Regions from separate parts of the Ovis aries genome. Here region 2 is linked to region 1. A link is a contact called in public Hi-C data. All regions are on one chromosome and are shown on one strand. Each heading gives the region's core, a stretch centred on a gene start, on an enhancer-like site or on the middle of the called end of the contact. The rest is flanking DNA. Distances are from core to core; before and after follow the strand shown. Region 1 has its middle 77 kb from the start of SLC18A1. Region 2 holds the start of LPL (lipoprotein lipase).

Region 1 (6,570 bases), core at 1,049-3,548:
CTGTTTCCACTATTTCCCCATCTATTTGCCATGAAGTGATGGGACCAGGTGCCATGATCTTCGTTTTCTGAATGTTGAGCTTTAAGCCAACTTTTTCACTCTCCTCTTTCACTTTCCTCAAGAGGCTTTTAGTTCCTCTTCACTTTCTGCCTTAAGGGTGGTGTCATCTGCATATCTGAGGTTATTGATATTTCTCCTGGCAATCTTGATTCCAGCTTGTGCTTCTACTAGCCCAGCATTTCTCATGATGTACTCTGAGTATAAGTTAAATAAGCAGGGTGACAATATACAGCCTTGACATACTCCTTTTCCTATTTGGAACCAGTCTGTTGTTCCATGTCCAGTTCTAACTGTTGCTTCCTGACCTGCATACAGGTTTCTCAAAAGGCAGGTCAGGTGGTCTGGTATTCCCATCTCTTGAAGAATTTTCCACAATTTATTGTGATCCATTGTCAAAGGCTTTGGCATAGTCAATGAAGCAGAAATAGATGTCTTTCTGGAACTCTCTTACTTTTTAGATGGCCCAGTGATTCCTGGTCAAGGAGAAGAAAATGGCAACTCACTTCAGTATTCTTGCCTGGAGAATCCCATGGACAGAGGAACCTGGCAGACTACAGTCCATGGGGTCGCAAGAGTCAGACACAACTTAGTGACTAAACCACCACCACCGCCACCAAGGAATTAGATCCCACACGCTACAACTGGGAGTTCACATGCTGCAAGTAAGACCCAGAACTAATACAGCAATATAAAGCAATTATACTCCAATCATAATAATAATAATAAAGACCCAGGGGGCTCTGCTGGTGACTCAGTGGTAGAGCATCCCCCTGCCAGTGCAGGAGACATCAATTTGATCCCTCACCCAGGAAGATCCCATGTTGCAGAGCAGCTTAGCTCGTGAGCCACAGCTACTGGGCCCACATGTCCTAGAGCCCGTGCTCTGCAGGGAAAGAAACCACTGCAATGACAATCCTGCACCCTGCAACTATTACTCTCTAAGTAGCCCGTGCACAGTAACAAAGACACAGCATTAACAAAAAATCCTTACTCTCCTTGATATAGGACCAGGCATGGGGTTCAATGCTTCAGATATTTCTCATACTGACACTTATGCCTGACTCTTCCAATAAATCTCTCTCTTTCTGGGCACTACCTCTCATGTGGGTTGGCCCACTGTCTTCGCAAACCACTGGGGGAATAAAGAAGTTTTCATCTTTCTTGCTGAGGCTTATTGAGCTTCTGCTTGGAATTCACTCTGCTACAGAACAGGCTCTGGAATGGAGAACATAGGGATCCCAAGACTCAACTATTCCTTGGGCCTACTGGCATTTTTCCTTTGGTAATTTGAAGACATATCTCCATGCATTTAATGGCATACTTTTACATGCTCAAATGAAGTTGCTATGTATAAGAATTAAAGCAACTCATAACAGTGAAAGCGTATTTCTAAACTAAGAAAATGAATTAGCAGCTGAGATAGTCAAAGCTAAGAAACCTCAGTGATTTCTTTACCTCCTTGAAGGTAAAATATCCTAGACTCTTGGAGGGGAAAGAAAGTGAACGTGGGCCCAGTTCTTCCCAGGGTATGAGGTTTTGTAGGCTACTTCTGAAAAATCTCAATTGGTCAAAGCTACAGAAGAATAAAATTGAGGATGAATTCCCCAAAATCAGTAACACTGGCCTGATTCTCCTGGGAGCCCAAGAAGCCCGCTAGCTGTTTGAGGCTCCTTCTAAACTCTGTGACCTGTTTGGGCCAGACACCCACTACCAACTCTCTTGGCTGTGTGACACAGCTTCCTGGTGGCCTCCAGCCACCAGACACAGCCCAGTCCACTGAGCAGAGCCTGGAAACGTCTCAAGGGAAACAAACCACAGCCCCATAAACAGATTATAGTAGCTTTTAACTTGAGTTAGCACCATGTTTGTTCTATTCAAACTTCGCAACAGTCAATTCTGCAGACTCCCAGAGAATGTCGCATGGATGCTCTCATTCTCATTCTGGGTTTAAGTGTCTCAGTTGAGCAAGCCCCAGGGGTGGTTTTGCTAGAATAATTCCCTACTGACCTCTCCAAGCCAGAGACAGGCCCTGCAAAAGTTCTCTCTAGGAAATGATTTTCCCAACATTCTAGAATCCACTTTTCCTGCATTGTGTTAATGGGTGTGGAATGAAAGCGACACAAGGGGACTTCCCTGGTGATCCATTAGTTATGAACCCGCCTCTCAACACAGGGGACACAGGTTCAGTTCCTGGTCTGGGAAGACACCACATGCCACAGAGCAACAAAGCCCGAGGGTCTCAGCTGCTGAAGCCCATACGCCCAGAGCCTGTGCTCCAAAACTAGAGAAGCCACCACAGTGAGAACCCTGCGCCCTGCAACAGAGAGTGGCCTCTGCTCGCTGCAGCTAAAAAGCAAGCCTGAGCAAAATGACGAAGACCCCGTACAGCCAGTAATAAACACACAAGAAAGTGAAGTGAAGTCACTCAGTCATGTCTGATTCTTTGCGACCCCATGGACTGTAGCCTATCACGCTCCTCCTTCCGTGGGATTTTCCAGGCAAGAGGAGTACTGGAGTGGGCTGCCATTTCCTTCTCCAGAGGATCTTCCTAACCCAGGATTGAACCCGGGTCTCCCGCACTGTAGGCAGATGCTTTACCATCTGAGCCACCAGGGAAATACATAAATAAATACAATTTAAAAAAAGAATGCCCACTCTAGGTTAGGCACCACTAGGGAGTCCATGCGGCACAATGGAAGATCTGATGTGTCCCAGGCAAGACCCAGTGCAGCCAAATAAATAAATACATAAAAATAAGTAAATAATGGACATGAGCTTGAGTAAGTTCTGGGAGTTGGTGATGGACAGGGAAGCCTGGTGTGCTGTAGTCCATGGGGTTGCAAAGAGTCAGACAAGACTGAGCAACTGAACTGAGCTGAACAACAAAAAAATATGCAATAGAGACCTTATTTTATTTTGTTTATTTTTTTAATTTAAATTTATTTATTTTAATTGGAGGCTAATTACTTTACAATATTGTATTGGTTTTGCCATACATCAACATGAATCTGCCACGGGTGTACACGTGTTCCCCATCCTGAACTTCCCTCCCACCTCCCTTCCTGTACCATCCCTCTGGGTCATCCCAGTGCACCAGCCCCAAGCATCCTGTATCCTGCATCGAACCTGGACTGGTGATTAGTTTCTTATATTATAGAGACCTTATTTTAAAAACAGAAAAAGAAAGAAAGTGACACAGGCATTTGGAATGCTATGAAGTTGTGGCTGCCAGCTTCCGAGGCTGGAAGGTGCTTTAAGGACACGCTGAAACATACAAGCTGATCCACGTGCTCGCCCTGCCCCCTAGCACTGTATGACCTACCGGTTTACCTCTTCCCAAGACCATTTCCGGTGCGACCCCATGTTCATTTCAGCCTCTTAGTAAATGAGCCAAATCCACTCATTCATACTCTCCTTTGTGTCATTTGCTCATCAGATGCTTTTTGAGCACCTTCTATGTCCAAAGCACTGGCCAGGTGCAGTGAGGAACTCGGGGGTGGTCCCCCAAGCACCAGAGAGTCCTGCCAGCTTCACCATCTCCTCCCTATTAGGCTGCAACACAGCCAGCACCATACCCCCTGCTACTGTCCACAATTCCCTGTCTGAATTAAGTTTATCTTTGATAGGAGTTTTAGAGACTTTATCCTTACTAGAAGGGTAAAAGGGGCATTCCTAAAATCAGCAGAGTGCTGTTCTAGGAAAATAAAAGTCCAGGTTAGATAAATGCTGCTGGGTGTCAGGAGCTGTGTGCAGGTAGAGAAATTACCCGGAGGGAAACGTGCTCCTCAGCTGTTCACAGGGGGTCAATACAGGCCCATGTGCTGACTTACCAAGGCGGGCTTTCCTTTTTTTAATGTTTATTTATTTGGCTGTGCCAGGTCTTAGGCATCCCAGGTTGCACTAGTGATAAAGAACTCACCTACCAATGCAGGAGATGTAAGAGACTCGGGTTCGATCTCTGGGCCAGAAGATCCCCTGGAGAAGGGCATGGAAACCCACTCCAGTATTCTTGCCTGAAGAATCCCACAGACAGAGAAGCATGGCAGGCTACAGTCCATGGGGTCACAAAGAGTCAGACACGATTGAAGTGTCTTAGCACGCATGCATGCCAGGTTGCAGCATGTGGGATCTAGTTCCCTGACTGGGGATTGAACTCAGGGCCTCTACACTGGGAGCACAGAGTTCTAGCCACTGGACCACCAGGGACCTCCCAAGAGTGGGCTTCCTAAGAAAGATGGTGGGGCCAGGAATTTTCAAATCGGACGCATGCTGTTTGTTCCAGACCTGACTTCCCCAGCTCCTTCTCCTGAGCCTACTGGATGACAGAGTTATTTGACAGTTTTGATTTTTTTTTCTTTTAATTGGAGGATATTTGCTTTATAAAATTGTGTTGGTTTCTGCCACACATCAACATGAATCAGCCAGAAGCATACATATGTCCCCCTTCTCTTGAACCTCCCTGCCACCTCCCACCCCATCCCACCCCTAAAGGTGATCACAGAGCACCAGTGTGAGCTCCCTGCATCATATGGCAAAGCTCTACTGGCTATCTAATTTTACACACGGTAATGTGTATGTTTCAGCGCCGCTCTCTCAATTCATCCCAGTCTCTCCTTCCCCTACTGTGTCCATATGTCTGTGTCTCCACTGCCGCCCTGCAAACAGGTTCATCAGTATCGTCTCTCTAGAGCCCATATATATGCATTAAGATATGATACTTGTCTTTCTTTTTCTTACTTCACTCTTCATAATAGGCTCTAGGTTCATCCACCTCATTAGAACTGAGTCAAATACTCCCTTTTATATTCCTTTTTATGGCTGAGCAATATTCCATTGTGCATACATACTGCAACTTGTTTATCCAGTTATCTGTCATTGGACACAGAGGCTGCTTCCAAGTCTTAGCTATTGTAAATAGTGCTTCAGTGAACATTGGGCTACATGTGTCTTTTTCAAATATGGTTTTCTCAGAGTTTATGCCCAGTAGCGGGATTGCTGGGTCATATGGTGGTTTTATTCTTAGCTTTTCAAGGAATCTCCATACTGTTCTCCATAGTGGCTGTACTGATTTGCATTCCCATCAACAGTGCAAGAGAGTTCCCTTTTCTCCACACCCTCTTCATTGGCTGGATTTTTGAGTGCTCAGGCTATCTACCTCTAAACTAGATACCAAGAAAATTTCAGCAATTAGACGTCCCACTTCCAGGCTGGGAAGAGCCCAGACAGTGAGGTGTACAGAGAAGATCCACAGGTACATATAAACTTGCAATCAAACACGGGGGCTGCCGGCAACCCCAAGAAGAAGGAAATCTCATTGTCAGGAACGCTTTGTTGGGAATAACTGCAAGTGAAAATCTTAGAATTCAGTTGGGACTGCTGAGGCAACACCGTGGGTGTTTTTGCATGTATGATACCATTAAACCCCAGCACATGGCCTGAAGGAAGATGTTACCCCTTTTCCTCAGGAGAAAACTGAGGTGCAGGGGACTTCCCTGGTGGTCCAGTTGTTAAGAATCCACCATGCAATGCAGGGGATGTGGGTTCGATCCCTGGTCGGGAAGCTAGGATCCCACATGCCGCAGGGCAACTAGTCACACACACGGCAACTGCAGAGCCTGTGTGCTGAAAATAAGGTTCGACGCAGTCAAATAATTAGAAACAGGAAAACCTACAAACTGAGGAGCAGTTTAAAAAAAAAGTTTGCACATTTCTGTCTCCCTACTTATAGCCTTCTCTTCAACACTCCAGCCCTTAAAGAGAGGCATCAAGGTGCTGGTGAGTTTCTTCATCATCCTGTAGCCTGTCCCCATGTCCACTAAATCAAGCCTTCATATGGTCCTGGTGACCCCAACATGTCCCTGTAATGATATCCTTTGGCTCTTCTTCCTGCCTGGCCTTTCCATGGCATCCGATGTCCTGACTACCACTTCCTTGAACTGTCTTCTTTCTCAGCTTCAGGCAAACTCCATGTTTTCGGGGCTCACTTATGCTGTTCTATTTCCCCCTCTTTGCCTGTACGACTGACTGGCCTCTAAGGTAAAATCCGCACCGCCCCCTCATCCTGCTCCTCCTTTATTTTCACTCTTGGTCAAAGGCTTCACCATAGAAACCATCTCCCAAATTGAAGACACACGGCCACATTTTTGGACACCTCCTTCTATTCCTCACTAACGGTGTTCATCTTAACAAAGTCCCATAATTCTCCTTTCACTCATCCCATCTCCTCTGTCATCTTTGCTTCTGCCCCCTTTCAGGTCCTTCCCCTTTCTCACGTGTAATGAAGACATTCCAAGCAGGTATTCCTGCTCAGAGGGTCTCCCCACCTCATAGAACCTCCACATGTTTGTCAGAGAGATCTTTTAAAAATGTAAACATGGCCATGTCAGGATATGAATAAAACCCCTTAATAATCCCAGCTGACCATGGATTAATGTCCAAACTCCCTGGTCTGGCCTTTCAGGCTCTTGACAAAGGAACCCCCCTGTGCTTTGCTGGTTGCCTCTAGCCTCT
Region 2 (6,688 bases), core at 819-3,318, 210 kb before region 1:
GTTCTCTGAAAGGCACAGCAGTGCAGATTGATTTGGCTGTCTTGGCAAATATTTCTGGTAAAAATAGACTTCATTTGTATTCTATATAAGATAGTAAACATTTCTCCACTTTTGTTTATATGTTATTTACACCTTGAGCAATGCGATGCAAATGTACTCATCTTATATCTTTTTTAAAGTTAGACTTTACTATAGAATTTTTAGAAGACTGCCATGTCATAGTTGTTCATCCACTGCTTGATCGGTTTGACTACTTCTAAAGCTCTTATAGGCATCTAAGTCCTTTACATGTTTTGCAGGATAGAATGAATGTGCAGAATACTTTTTAGTAATTGTAATACAAGACAAATTGTGCTGTGGCATTTAACACTTTGAGGCTTCCCAGATGGCTCAGTGATAAAGAATCTCCCTGCCAGTGCTGGAGACCCAGGAGACTTGGGTTCAATCCCTGGATGGGGAAGATCCCCTCTAGAAGCAAATGGCAACCCACTCCAGTAATCATGCCTGAAAAATCCCATGGATAGAGGAGCCTGATGGACTATAGTCCATAGGGTCTCAAAGAGTCGGACACGACTGAGCACAGCACACATTTAACACTTAAAGATAGAACTCTATTCCATAGAATAACAAACTGAATTATTTGAGCACTATCAAGTATTTTGTTTTTGAGAAAAGCTTAAACTGTGAGCCTAATTTAAATTGTATGCTCTTCATCTGTCTAACATATAAATGTAGATTGTGCTTGTGTGTGTTTTTGTGTGTCTGTGAGAGAGGGGGATGGAAGAAGGAGGGATGAGTAGAAGGAAGCATTAGAAGTATTCAGAGAAATAATCCAATATAGACAGTGAATTGGAGGGTTTGGGTTATGAGCCCATTTCTCAGATGTAAAGTGGAGTGTATACAGTTAATTATCTCTCCTGGCTAATTCAAGTTCTTTACATTTAAAAAGACATTTGAAAGTATTCTGAGCATTTTGTCAAAGAAAATACAACATCCAAAGTGATTTCATTATTCGTGTTATTTTACTTGCATACCTGAACACATCTTTTTAATAGCTTTATTTAAAATATAATTTATGTACCATAAAGTTCTCCCATTTAAAGTGTATAAGTCCATGTTGCTAGTGTATTTACTCAGCTGTACAACCATCACCATAATGTAATTTTTGAACATTTCCATCACCATCCCCTCCAAAATCATCTCCATTCTCCTGCCTCCCCTAGTCCCCAGCACTAGGTAATCATTAATCTACTCTCTGTCCCTAAGGTTTGCCTATTAGTGGACATTTTATGCAAAGGAAATAATAGGATGTGCATCTTCTGTGACTGGCTTCTTTCACTTAGCATAACAATACACTTCCAGGCTGTCTGGCTTCAACATTCTGCCTCTGAGGATAAAATGTTACTTTGCATTTCTTGATGAGTTTGAGGATTGAATATAACTTGCATTAAGGCAAAAATTAGAAACTAGTTAGAGCAAGAGGGCTTTTCTCAACTACATAAGCCAATCCATTTCACCAAAGTTAAAATACCAGATTGTGCAAGCTCAAGCTGCAGAAAAACGTGTGTCCATGGGTCCTTAGATTGACGTTGTCCAGGAGAATTGGCGGGGGAGGGGGCAAACAGAAAACAAAACAGACACTGCAAGTTACAAACAGAAGCCATCAAAAGAAGCTGGGTATTGCCCAAATGTAGTTTAACAACTTAACTTCCCTTTCTTAGAAAACAGATGATTACAGAGTATTTCACATAAAGCCATAAAAACCTTTGTTTGGTGTTTGTATAGGGGACCCAAGAGAGCCAGACCCCTTAGGAAAAGCAAATTGCCCTCCTAGAGAAAGTAAAATTTTTCCTTCTGCCCTTTCCCCTTCTTCTCCCTTGCAGAGTTGAACCGCATTTCAGTTTGCTCAAATATTTGAAAGTGAATTTAGTATCCTCCCCCCAACTTATGATTTTATAGCCAATAGGTGATGAGGTTTATTTGCATATTTCCAATCACATAAGCAGCCGTGGAGTGGAAACAGTGTCAGACTCATTTTCTCCTCCCCCACCTCCTCCTCCTCCGGGGAAACCTGCCGCTTCTAGCTCCCCACCCTCCCCTTTAAAGGGTGACTTGCTCCGCGCCAGACCGCTGCTCCAGCCTGCTGCCGCCTCGGGCTCAGCGGCTCTACTGCTCTGTCCGCGCTCGCGCCCGGTGCCCCGCATCTCCTACGGAGGGACATCCCCCGAGATGGAGAGCAAGGTCCTGCTTCTGCTGGCTCTGAGCGTGTGGCTGCAGAGTCTGACCGTCTCCCGCGGAGGGCTGGTCGCCGCCGACAGTAAGTTTTTTGCGCGCAGACTCCCCACTTGCAGAATAGGCTCAGTGGCCATTTGCACACGTTGTGAGGATGAGAAGGAAAGAAAGTAGGAAGGGGCTGCGATGAGCACCGGGGCCTCTCCTAGCCCGAGCGCTTGCCTCAGATAGGGTCGCGGGGGTGGGATCTGGAAGGAGCACGGAGGAGACTTTTCCTCCGATCTCTTTGGGGCGGCTCCCAACTCCCCTTTCTCTCTTTCGCGCGCAGTCCTCTCTACTCCAGCTGCGGCTGAGTTCCCTGGAGCCTGGGCTCTACAGGGAAATGAGCCGGGTAGGTCCGGTAGAGTGTGAGGGGCGGGGCCCGGAGGCGGGAGGAAGGGCTCTGCCCGCGGTGACCTGCTTTAACCTCTCCTCTTGCAGGGGCCCTGGAATGAAATGAAGGGGGCCAAGGTGACCCTGGCTTGGCCTTGGTCGCAGCTCAGCCCCAGCCAGTGAGAGCGCGAGTAAAAAGTGGCCCCTTCTGGAGAAGCCGGCCCGTAGTGGAGCGGGGGGAGGCACTGACCCCAACCCTGGACACTCTTGCTCTCCACGTGGAGGGACGTGGAGGAGAGGACGCGGGGCGCGAAGTCCTGGGCACGCGGGGTCCTGCACGCACTGGCGCGTCGGGGAAGCTGTCCATTTTCCACTCTTGTACCCTCGGCTTTACTTAGCTGCCAGCAAACCTGGTGAAGGGTTGACCACCGCTCCCCTCACCCCCACCCCCCGCCGTGAAAAACGTGGCAGAGCGACCAGCAATCTGACCGCTGACTTGGAGATTGCCAGGTTTGCGCTTGGCTACCCTTACTGTCCTCGGACTGTTCTCGGAGCTGAGCCCGACTCGGGCGCCCTGCCCCGCGGTGCGGTCCGAGCTCTTGGGGCTTCTTGGGCGCCACGGGGAGGCCACTGGCGGAACCCCAGTCACCGCTCACCAGGGATAAGGCGTCCAGGCCAGATGTGAGTTTATTGCAGGGAAGAAGAGCGCCCAGCCCGAGACCTGCCCACAATAGAGGCAGCCTGTGTAACTTGAGCCTTGGTTCAGCTAACACACAGCAGAACTAAAAAGGTAGCTGAAGCAAGTCATAAAAAGAGGCAACGTTTTCTTTTCTCTTTGGTGGAATTGCAGTTGGGGCGTGTCTCCTGGATGTGCTTTCAGGCGGCACGTCCTGCAGTGGCTCATTTTATAGTGAAGTTTGTCTCTGACTTTGCTACTAAGTTTGTCCCTGACTTTGCTATTTCAGCACAGAGTTGTGAAATAACATTTTTAATTTATTTAAGTCGGAGTAAAGTTGCTTTACCATGTTTTGTTAGTTTCTGATGTACATGAAATAGCATTTTTCATAGGTTAAAAAAAGGAAAGCTGATAAAAGTATCTTTTCTGTCAGATCAGTTTGAGAACACTGGAGGTTCAATTTGTTGTTGTTCAGTCGCTAAGTCGTGTCTGACTCTTTGCAACCCCACGGACTGCAGCACACCAGGCTTCCCTGTCCTTCACCATCTCCCGGAGTTTGCTTATACTAGTGTCCAGGGAGTTGGTGATGCCATCCAACCATCTCATCCTCTGTTGTCCCCTTCTCCTCCTGCCTTCAGTCTATCCCAGCATCAGGAGAAAGGAGACTCAGGAGACATGGGTTTGATCCCTGGGTCGGGAAAATTCCCTGGAGGAGGGCATGGCAACCCAGCCGGGTATTCTTGCCGGGAAAATCCCATGGATGGTGGAATCCAGCAGGCTAGGGCCCATGGGGTCCCACAGAGTCCTACAGAACTAGGGCGACTGACCAGACACACAGGCAAACATCTTACCAAGTAGCATGTGTGTTTTACACTATCTGAGAAAATGGTTGGAACAAAGTCCAAATTCTTGTTTCAGATAGTACATCACGGGATAATGTTACTTAGACCAGAAACACACACAAATAAGTGTCATTCACAGTTTTACAGTTTTTGTCAGACTCCCTGAGAGATTCAGGACCCTAAATTACTGGGCTAGTAAGTGTCACCTGTCTGGATTTTGCTTCTTCAGTCCTAAAATGAGGAATTTAGACCAGACTCAAAATCCTCTTAGACCCTTTAATTCCTTACTCTTCCATGCAAATAGACACAAGTGATTAAGGAATTAAATTGGATTTTAATCAATCTGTTTTTCCTAGCTATAAATGCTTTGTAAGGGAGGAATCATTTGGAAATGGACTTGAAATTAATCCCCCCCATCCTTCCTTCCCACTCTCACTCTAACCCCCATCCCCTCTTTACATAATGCCTCTTCTATCACAGCAACTCTCTGCTCTCTCCTCCAAACTAATTTAGGTAGGAATGTAAGACATTCAGAGTAGAAACGAACAAGTGTGAGGAGGGAATGGTAAGTACCACCACCTCTGGGCTCTGACTATACTTCTCTGTTTTCGATTTCTAAGAAAAATATGAGGATATGGGCACTGCCCTCAGGCTCTTTTTTTTTTTCTTGGAGCCACCACAATCTCTGCATGGCCTCATTAGGAAATTTGAAGAGCTCAGTAGCTACAAGTCTGTTTGACTGGCCATAGAGAATTTCTAGGCTAATATCTGAGTTAAACATGATGAGTGATGACAGCAAAATAGCACATAGCACCTTCAAATGAAGCAGAGCTCAGCAAGAGCATGATTGATTAATGTATGGAAAGGTGGGAGTCAGGCACCGGGGAAATTTTGGCAGCAGGAAATGTTCACTTTCTTTCTGGCGGTGTATTTTTAGCTCAACCATCCTTTCTTGCTTTATTTCAGGAGGAGAAATTAGGCTGTAGAGTTTACAGCTGATATTTTTGCAAACATTTTTTTTTGTAAAATTGGAAAGTCAATCTGCTTGTTAGGTAAGCAAGCGGCTTGTCTACATTAGAATGTCTGAAAACTCCAATCAGTTCATTCAGATAGCAACACTGATTTTTTTCCCCAAACCTTTTTTTTTTTTTTTGGTGGGGAGCGGGGGGTCAGCATTCTATAGAAGCTGAGCTGATAATTATGACCATCAGCCTCAGAGAAGAAGTGAATTACTGATGACATTATTTAGGAGTGTATGTTTGTGTGTGTCAGAGAGGAAAAACAAACAGAGAAAGGAAGGAAGTAAAAACTTTAAGAGAATGGCATTATAATTGAGCTCATATACCTCATGTCTTCATATAAATGTTAATCTTATTTATCTGATAACTGTGAACTGCCTTTAGAGTCACTTTTCTGGGATGCTCAATGCTCCTCCTATAATGTACCTTCTATAAGTATACCTTTAAAGGGTTTGGACTTGACCTAATTTCATCTCTGTGAGTTATTATCTGTGTTAAGATAACTCCTAGCCTTTGTCAACACACTTTGATTTTTTGTTGTTTATTTAGGAATTTAGAGATGAAGATTACATAGTCAAGAAATGCATTGACTTGTAACTTACCTGATGCCCCCAAATCTCCCTTAGTGTTTGATGAGGACACATCTCATGGTGTGATGTTACTAATATGATGAGTCAAATTCAGAACAGAGGCCTTAAAAAGGATTAAATGTTAGGCAACTTCCCCTGTAACACACACTATTCTAAGGTGGCTTTACTTCTAAGGGGATCTAGTGAAAGGTCCTTCTATTATCATTTCCATGTATAAAAAACAATAATTTCCTTAGTAGCAGTTGAGTCAAATCAGTTCAATCTGCCAGCCAGGAGCAATCCCCAGGGTATATATTATGATGACTAAACATACTGTTGACCCACAGTCAGGGTCTATCCTTCTCCCTAACTCTTCCTGGCCTAAGTCAGTTGTATGAGGGCTGGTAGAAATTGGGAAACCACACTCATCTTTAGAATGCCAAGACATCCTTAAGTGATTACAAACAACCAGGTATGTGGAAATACCTTTGGTATGTGTCAGAACACCAAGGAGAGGGAAAGACTGATTAAACACCAGTAGCATCTATAATTTCATATACAGAATAGACAAAGAATTGAAAACATCACATAGCATATAGAGGGGTACTGTTTTCTTGTCAAAGGCTTCATTATGCTTTCTGTAACTTAAAAAAAAAATCCGTGAAAAGCAAAACAGAAGTTTCCAAATACAAATTTTCTTGTAAATGTATGAATTTTCTTCTATTTTTCTTTACAAGCTATGTAGCCCATAGAAATGATGGTGTGGGAAATTGGAGCTCTGAATGATCCATATGGTAATCTGGTACAACAGTTAAAGATTTAACAGACTTTTCTTTTTCATAGAAATATACAAATCCTGCCTTAATAATTTCAAAGAATATTCTTAGTCATTTCAAAACCACCAGCAACTCTAGGGCCACCATGTTGCATAAATCTAGAAAAAAAATAGACTAAAAGTGACTCTTATCCTCTGGAGTT

Evidence for each region. Hi-C and Micro-C count contacts between places; a contact is called where the count stands out from the background.
Region 2: a Hi-C map of omental adipose tissue shows a contact between it and region 1, with 4 times the contacts expected there. The contact joins the promoter of LPL here to the enhancer-like site in region 1. A contact is called at or near these places in 7 of 16 Hi-C or Micro-C datasets (blood, hypothalamus, liver and 4 more).

The regions. Positions count from the first base shown.
Region 1 is chr2:45,726,714-45,733,283 of ARS-UI_Ramb_v3.0, reverse strand. No RefSeq gene overlaps it. Among named protein-coding and RNA genes, the nearest start is that of SLC18A1, 77 kb to the right of the region's middle. Within about 2 kb of position 2,298, at least 2 of the 54 cell types and tissues checked have an H3K27ac peak or open chromatin away from gene starts, as enhancers often do.
Region 2 is chr2:45,937,489-45,944,176 of ARS-UI_Ramb_v3.0, reverse strand. LPL (lipoprotein lipase) reads left to right here and starts at 2,068. Exons shown (of 10, transcript NM_001009394.1): 1 at 2,068-2,317. The coding sequence starts at 2,230.